Regions from separate parts of the Sus scrofa genome. Here region 1 is linked to region 2. A link is a contact called in public Hi-C data. All regions are on one chromosome and are shown on one strand. The core of a region is the stretch at or near the end of the contact, and the rest is flanking DNA. Distances in the headings are between cores, read along the strand shown. Region 1 holds the start of FBXO4 (F-box only protein 4). Region 2 overlaps OXCT1 (3-oxoacid CoA-transferase 1).

Region 1 (4,328 bases), core at 1,077-3,576, 68 kb before region 2:
AAATTTAATATCTTCTTTTTAATTCATAAAATTAGATACTTACACTGCCATGTAGTCAAAAAATGAACCAGCAGTGACCTCAAATATAGGCTTTTTTAAGATTTCTAGATCTGGAAGAGACTTCCAGTCAACAGAAGACCAAGAAGGAAGATCCCTCAACAGAAAATATCTCCACAGAATTGGATCTCGTACAGTTTCATTCCAATAGTGACTTGTACTTCCCAGCTGACATAAATCATGAGGTGAAAGAAATGACAAAATATATAGCTGTACATCAATCTGTAATAGAGGTAAGAACAAGTAGGTAAAAGGGATGAATAATTTATCTTAGCAAACAGCTTTTTGATAATAAATTATAAAATAACAAATAATTACATTATACTAGGAGACCAAAGGTGAACTGAACAGTGTTTCATTTTAATAATTAAATCCATCATAATAAGCTACAAAATTAACAAAGACTATTTTATACTAGATAACCAAAGATCGACTTAATAGTCCATGTTTTTAAAAGTTAAATCTGGGAGTTCCCGTCGTGGCGCAGTGGTTAACGAATCCGACTAGGAACCATGAGGTTGCGGGTTCGGTCCCTGCCCTTGCTCAGCGGGTTAACGATCCGGCGTTGCTGTGAGCTGTGGTGTAGGTTGCAGACGCGGCTCGGATCCCGCATTGCTGTGGCTGTGGCGTAGGCTGGTGGCTACAGCTCCGATTCGACCCCTAGCCTGGGAACCTCCATATGCCGCGGGAGCGGCCCAAGAAATAGCAACAACAACAGACAAAAAGACAAAAGACAAAAAAAAAAAAGTTAAATCTGGAGTTCCCATCGTGGCTCAGCGGAAATGAACCTATTATCCAGGAGGACCCAGGTTCCATCCCTGACCTCACTCAGTGGGTTAAGGATCACTTGTTGCTGTGAGCTGTAGTGTAGGTCGCAGACACGGCTCAGATCTGGCATTGCTGTGGTGTAGGCCAGCAGCTACTTAGACCCTTAGCCTGGGAATCTCCATATGCCAAGGGTGTGGCCTAAACCCTCCCCCCCAAAAAGGTTAAATCTATCATCCTTAAGTTAATTTCCTGCCACCCAGACAGAATCATAAATGAACACTTAATTTTTGAGACACTGAAACATTCCTAAAAAACATCTGACGTTCTGGTATTTTTCAAGGAAAATAACCAATTCATTTAATTTCTCCCCATGGATATTTTTTGCCACATCATTTACCTGAATAAATTAATGAAATAATTTATTCTTCAAAACAAAATCTTTATCAAGTGGATAAACTTCCCATTTTACCATTGATCAAAGAGTAAATATGTCAGCAGAGTTCTTCCATAAAATTCCCTTATTTCAAAGAACTTTGGCAAGGAAGAGAATCTGGAGGCAATTTAAGCCTGCAGTTTTCAATTCCTGATGCACATTAGACGGGGTGGTGTCAATAGCCTAGCTGAGATACAGAATTTTAATAATTTCTAAGAATTCCTCCTCTCAGTTTTCCCATCTACCTGAAAAGTTTGACAATAAACGATGCGTGTTATTCTTTTGGCCTGCTGTAACTTGAGGCGCTTGTAACTTATTAGTCATTTGTTTTCAGCTGACCGGCAGGTTTGTTACTTGAAATATACTGTAAGATAAAAGCTGCAAAACCCTCGGAGAGTGCTTTGCGGGACCCCCAGGTGTTTTTGTACAAGGAGCCTGGGAAGATGCTAAGAATACAGATGCTGGATGCTTTCCCACGCTAACCGGAACGTCTGGAACGGATTCCACATTTCCCTAACCTGATGAAGTTTGGGGTGTCCCTGTCCCTGGACCTGTGCCGGGGGTAGAAACCCTGAGGGTGACGTGGCTGGTTACCAGGGCGCCCCTGAAGGTGAGTTTCGCGGCGACCTTAGGCCAGGTGCTTGGCACCAGCGGTCAACACCACGGCCTTTCTTGCTCATCTGCTGCTCCCTTGATGAGACTGCCCGGAATGGTTGTAGGGAGGTGGCGAGACACAGGCCAGGCCCACAGAGGAGACACAGACCAGGCCCACAGAGGACCCCCGAAGCCGCCCAAGCGAGCGCCCCTCCCGGCCCGGCCCTGGGTCCTCCGCGGCCGGCGACCGACGCTCACCGGCAGCCGCGACAACGGATTGCCCTCCTCGTCCGCCTCCTCCGGAGAGGCCCTTGGAGCCGCCCTCTCCTTCCCCACCGACTGCCAGAAGCTCCTCCAGCCGCTGAGGATGGCAGCCTCCAGGCGACCCCAGTCGCTGTGATGCGGCTGAGGAGAACTGCCTCGGCTGCCAGCCTCGCTTCCCGCCATTGCCGTCGGCGCGGTAAGCAACGCACGTCAGCCTTCCGGCTCCCTCGCCCCGCCCCCTTCTCCCCTCCACCTCCCCCGCCTTCCCCGCCTCCCTCCCTCTAGTCCCTCCCAAGCTCCGCCCCCCCGGCCGGTCCATCACCAATCCCACTCTGGTGGAGAAACCTCCACAGCATGGAAGGTAACGGAGAAATGGCCCAATTCGGGGTCTTTCCCGTCTGAGCCTGAGGCTCCCACCAACAGTCATTGCCCCCTTCGCTTTGGGTGCGCTGACCTCTCCCGTTGCTATAAAATCTCTCGCCCTCTGCCCCTTTATTTTACTTCGTTATTTTATCCCAGGTGTTCCCTCTGTTTGGGACCCATTTCCACTTTGCCTGAGGCCTGGATGACTCCTACTTACTCAGTAGATGGCCTTCTTCCACTGTTTGGTGCTTAGTAGCTGTACATAACCTGGTTTAAACTCACTGTCAACCAGCAATTGCTTACAATATCCAGGGCATGCAACCATTCATTCTCTTCGTGAAAATACTCAAATACGGAAATTTCTATATTTTGCAATCAACCTCTGCCCACCGTTGTCTTATTGTCTCAATTGTCAAAATATTCTGACATATAACCAAAAGTCATCCATTAAAATTTAATCCCATTTTTTTAAAGTCTTCAAAAGAGAAGATAGGATCAGTAACTTCATAAAACCATTGAAGCCTTTAAGGATAGTGATAGGCTACAGGAAACATAAGTTGTAAGTATACAAATATTTAAATACATATATTTAACATAATATAGTTCTCTTTGTGGCTTAGCGGTAACCACCCCAACTAGTATCCATGAGGATGTGAGTTCAATCCCTGGCCTCCCTCAGTGGGGTGGGGTAAAGATCCCATGTTGCTCTGAGGTGTAAGTGGAAGACATGGCTTTGATCTGACATTGCTGTGGCTGTGGTGTTGGCCAGCAGCTGCAGCTCTGATTTGACACCTAGCCTGGGAACTTCCATATGCTGTGGGTGTGGCCCTAATAATAATAATAGTAGTAATAATATGTATCAATCTCTCTCTGAATCTCTCTCTCCCTATCTATTGCTATATCCATATATGTATTCCACCTAAGGAGTGCTTAATGCTTAACAATGGACACAACGTTTATAAGCTTGTTATGAGCTTGTATTTACACTTCAAAAGTAAATAAATGGGGATGTAAATGTCAAATAACACCGCATTCCCTTTTTTGGCTCAGCAGTGACAAACCTGACCGGTAACCATGAGGACATGGATTCAATCCCTGGCCTTGCTAGAGCGGGTTAAGGATCTGTCTTGCCATGAGCTGTGGTGTAGGTTGCCGACATCACGCAGATCTGGCAGTTGCTATGGCTGTTACAGCTCCGATTCGACCCCTAGCCTGGGAACTTCCATTTGCCACAGGTGAAGCCTTAAAAAGACTAAATAAATAAATGTCAAATAACAGAAATCCAATAAAGCCTGATAACTGAGGTTGTGACATGTGAATTTTAAAGTTTCATTGCTTATTTACATGCCATTGCAAGGCGCCAACAACCAATCCAATTTCAGGTTTTCTTCAAGGCTGTACTGACAAGAAAAAGAACCATGAATTTATTGGCATTTCTCCTTTCTCTAGGACCAGGAAAGAACACAAGGCCAGGGATCAAACCCACATCCTCATGGATACTAGTTGGGTTCATTAACATTGAGCCACCACAGGAACTCCCAACGTAATCTATTTTTAAATAGGGTATGTGTAATATTTAGATGACTAATATTTGTTAAATGCATCTGACTTGTGAGTTGAGTGAGACCAGAAAGGCAAGAGACCAGAAGCCAAGTCAATCAAACTGATTGGTGAATGTAGAAGTTGGGTACACAGCAGGTATATATACATTTGGAGGAGGCTGGGCTGGGACTGAAAAATTTATGAAAATCAATGGTAGGTTTTCTTCTGAACATACTTATAACAAACACTTGCAATGCCTATCCAGCCAACGATTTCTTCTCTGAAAACTGCTTCCCATTAGAATGGC
Region 2 (4,401 bases), core at 1,774-4,273:
GGCTCTTTCTCCCAGTGACAGATCCCAGCACGTGGGATTTTGATGTGGGGCTCAGAACTCTCACTCCTGTAGGTGAGACTCTGTGAACCAGTTCGTTTCCAGTCTGTGGGACTTCCCACCCGGGAGATATGGGGTTGTTTATATCACATAATCGCCCCTCCTACCTCCTGATGTCGCCTCCTCTTTGCCTTCTGGAGTAGGATATCTTCTTTTTTTTTTTTTTTTTTTTGTCTTTTTGCTATTTCTTGGGCCGCCCCTGCGGCATATGGAGGTTCCCAGGCTAGGGGTCGAATCAGAGCCATAGCCACCGGCCTACGCCAGAGCCACAGCAACTCGGGATCCAAGCCTCGTCTGCAACCTACACCACAGCTCAGGGCAACGCCGGATCATTAACCCACTGAGCAAGGGCAGGGACCGAACCCGCAACCTCATGGTTCCTAGTCGGATTTGTTAACCACTGCGCCACAATGGGAACTCCTAGGATATGTTCTTTAAGGTTTCCGGTCCATTTGGTTGAAGATTGCTCAGGCTTTAGTTGTGAATTTTGTTGTTTTTAGGAGAGAAGTTCGGCTCCAGTACTTCTATTCTGCCATCTTAATCCCATCTCTCCAAATAACCTTCACATTAAGATATATTTAGTTATGAAGGAAAAAGCTGTTTTTATACCAAATGGTAAATTGTCAGTTCTCTTTTAACAATGAAAGATTTAAAGATCTTAAAAAATTAAAAAATTAACTAAGTTGGCAGTTTAGCCTCTTATACTGCAGTTTAGAATAAACAGATTATTTAGGAAACAAAACTGATCCTGCATTTGTGCTCATTTTTTCCTGTGCTGAGTCTTTTGTTTTTATTTGGAAGGATCTGCACTTCTTGTCTACATATTCAGAGCTTTCCATCTTACAGAAGTAAACAATTCATAGGTTTTAAATTACAAGCCCTTCTGGGTAGTGTGATCAATCTCTTGCCCTCCTGTTCTGTCTTGCTGCAGACATGAATCTTCCTTTTGATCAGCATATCCTGCTGACTGATTACCTAGTAGCTACCTCGGATATCACATCCATGATTACCAGATCCACTGTCATGGTTTTGCAGGTCTTGTGTTCAAGGAACCCTTATTTTACTTAATGGCCCCAAAGCACAAGAGTAGTGATGCTGGCAATTAGGATATGCCAAAGAGAACCCATAAAATGCCCCCTTTAAATGAAAAGATGAACATTCTTGACGTAAGGAAAGGAAAAAAAAGCATATGTGGAGGTTCCTAAGTTCTATGGTGAACCTTCTATCTGTGAAATTGTGAAGAAGGAAAAAATAAACTTGTACTAGTTTTTTTTTTTGGCTGTGTCTGTGGCATGTGGAAGTTCCCAGGCCAAGGATCGAACCCAGAGCACAACAGTGACCTGAGCCATTGGAGTGCCAATGCCAGATCCTTATACAGATCCTCCTCCACTTAAGGTGGGGTTCTGTCCTAATAAACCCATCAAAAGTTGAAAATATCCTAAGTCATAGATGCATTTAATACACCGAATCTCATAGCTTAGCTCAGCCTACCTGTAACATGCTCAGAAGATTGATATTGGCCTACAGTTGGGCAAAATCATCTAGCACAAAACCTGTTTTATTGAATATTGTACTGAGTGAAAAATAGAATGGTTGTACGGGTACAGGGTAGGTGTAAGTGTGTCATCTTCATGATCATGGCTGACTTGGAGCTGCAGCTGCCACTGCCCAGCATCAACAGAATATCACACTGCATATTGCTAGCCTGAGAAAAGATCAAAATTCAAAACGTGAGGTATAGTTTCTACTGCATGCATATTGCTTTCCACCATTTGTGTAGGAGTGTTCCCTTTTCTTCATACCCTCTACAGCACTTATTGTTTGTAGACTTTTTGATAATAGCCAATTTGAAAGGTGTGAAGTGATAACCTTATTGTGGTTTTGATTTGCATTTACCTAGTAATTAGCAATATTGAACATCTTTTCACGAACCATCTGTATGTCCTCTTTGGAGAAATGTCTGTTAGGTCTCATGCCCATTTTTGTTTGGGTTGTTTGTTTTTTTGATACTGAGTTGTATCAGTGTTTTGCATATTTGGAAATTAACCTATTGTTGGTTGCAACTTCATTATTAAAATTTCATTTGACAATTTATTCTAGAATTGTCAGTTGATAAGATTTCAGAAAATGAAATAATCAGATTTGAAAATGAAAAAATATTTGCAGAAAATTGATGTTTTCTATGAAGTATATTTTTGTTTTGCCTTACTGTACCTCTTTAATGAATTCTTAGCTCTAGACTTCATTTAACCACTTAGTTTGAAACCCAAATTTGTTGTACTGCAGGAAAAAGATCAAGTCTCTTTCTCTTTAGGCATGCTAGGAAAATATTGGCTATTAAAGGCAAGCAAGATAATCTCTTTGAAAGCTCACCTGGGGGTTCCCGTCGTTGCTCACTGGGTTAAGAACCTGACTAGTATCCATGAGTTTGTGGGTTCGATCCCTGGCCTTGCTCAGTCGGTTAAGGATTCAGAATCACCATGAGCTGTGGCATAAGGTGAAGACATGGCTTGGATCTGGTGTTGCTGTGGCTGTGGCGTAAACTGGCAGCTGCAGCTCCAATTTGACCCCTACTCTGTAAACTTCCATATGCTGCAGGTGTGACCCTAAAAAGGAAAAAAGAAAGCTCACCCAAATTATCTTTAGTATCAAAAAACTGCAAGATATTTTAACATATATATTTCTGTTAGAAATGTCTTTTTTCTCTTTATTATTGTGTTCGAGGGCCTTGCCTTTTTCCTTTTTATATTGTCAGTGCCTGATACACAGTAGATAAGAGTTAATGTCTACGGAATTTGTGAGCTGGAAAGTACGTAGCAAGAAAAACGCTCTTATTATAAGCTATCTAACAACACTTTTTGAGGCATAAACATAAATTTGTACATGATCAAGTGGTAACCTGGGCTGAAGTTCTTATGCAATGCTTGGTTGCCATGCCAGATTGCTAGTCCATAAATAAAGCAGAGGTTAAATACACACAGTGTCCAGAGCCAAGGTCAACAAATATAGAAAGATCATCTCCAGACAGAGCTAAGTTCAAATGTATAATGGATTGAAAGGTGAAACAGAGATCCATGAAAGCGTGGTTAGAAAAATTCCCAAGTCAATGAATGACCAAATGTATTCTGGTATGTAGTATGGACCTATACCTGGAGTTCCAGATTTATTTATTTATTTATTTATTTATTTATTTATTTGTCTTTTTGCCATTTCTTGGGCCATTCCCTCAGCATATGGAGGTTCCCAGGCTAGGGGTCGAATCGGAGCTGTAGCCGCCGGCCTACACCAGAGCCACAGCAACATGGGGATCCGAGCTGAGTCTGCGACCTACACCACAGCTCACGGCAACACCGGATCCTTAACCCACTGAGGAAGGCCAGAGATCAAACTCACAACCTCATAGTTCCTAGTTGGATTCGTTAACCACTGAGCCACGACAGGAACTCCAAGACCTTTGCTTTTATTCAGAGTAAAATTTACTCTAAATAAATGGATCCCAACAGAATTTTGAGCAGAGCAGTTATGGGATCTGACCTTTTTTTTTTTTTTTTTAGCTTTTAAGGGCCCCACCTGCAGCATAAGGAAGTTCCCAGGCTGGGGGTTGAATCGGATCTATAGTTGCCGGCCTACAGCACCACCATAGCAGTGTGGGATCCAAGCCGTGTCTGCGACCTACACCACAGCTCATGGCTATGCCGGATCCCCAAACCACTGAGCGAGGCCAGGGATCTGAACCCGCATCCTCATGGACACTATTTGATTTGTTTCTGCTGTGCCACAATGGGAACTCCCTGATCTGACATATTTTGTACTTGTATTTTTGGCTGTCGTTTTGTGAGTAGATCATAGCGGACAGGGAAGCTTACTGCAGTGTCTGGGCAAGAGATGGCGGAGGTCCCAGGAATGAGAACTGCTCAGATTTGGATAGATTCTGAAACTAATCCGAATTTTCCACTTGAGTTAATGTGGAATGCGTGTGTCAGAAATCACTTACATTGTTAGGATGGGGCTGCCATAAGATGAGCTGGGGAAGGCTGCAGGTGGAGCTAGGGTAGTAGAATTGTTAACCTGAAGAACTGAGAGCCTAGCTAGGTATTAATTAAGAACAGGCAAAAAACAAATCTAGAAAACATTGTGTAACCAGTTTTCCAAAAGACTCTTTAGTGATTTGGAGCCCTCTAGTGGACAAGTGTATTATTAATCTTCAGGGAATTCTCCCCGTATCTCAAAAGAGCACTCCTGGAAGACACTTAGTATTTAGGTTTTAGTTTTCTTTCGAACCAAGTAAGAATAAATCATGCAGCTATTTCTTTTACACCCGTGGTGTTGGAAATGTTAGTAGAT

Evidence for each region. A called contact is a pair of places that touch in the nucleus more often than the background predicts.
Region 1: a Hi-C map of skeletal muscle shows a contact between it and region 2, with 4 times the contacts expected there. The contact joins the promoter of FBXO4 here to the enhancer-like site in region 2. A contact is called at or near these places in 4 of 47 Hi-C or Micro-C datasets (embryonic fibroblasts, fetal heart ventricle, liver and 1 more) and 1 of 2 datasets of contacts at active chromatin or transcription factors (skeletal muscle).

Annotation. Positions count from the first base shown.
Region 1 is chr16:26,705,475-26,709,802 of Sscrofa11.1, reverse strand. FBXO4 (F-box only protein 4) reads right to left here and starts at 2,326. Exons shown (of 8, transcript XR_002339734.1): 1 at 2,111-2,326; 2 at 44-279.
Region 2 is chr16:26,637,968-26,642,368 of Sscrofa11.1, reverse strand. The region is part of intron 3 of OXCT1 (3-oxoacid CoA-transferase 1); the gene reads left to right. Among named protein-coding and RNA genes, the nearest start is that of OXCT1, 20 kb to the left of the region's middle. Within about 2 kb of position 3,023, at least 10 of the 83 cell types and tissues checked have an H3K27ac peak or open chromatin away from gene starts, as enhancers often do. A contact at or near this core is called in skeletal muscle, where this site is marked.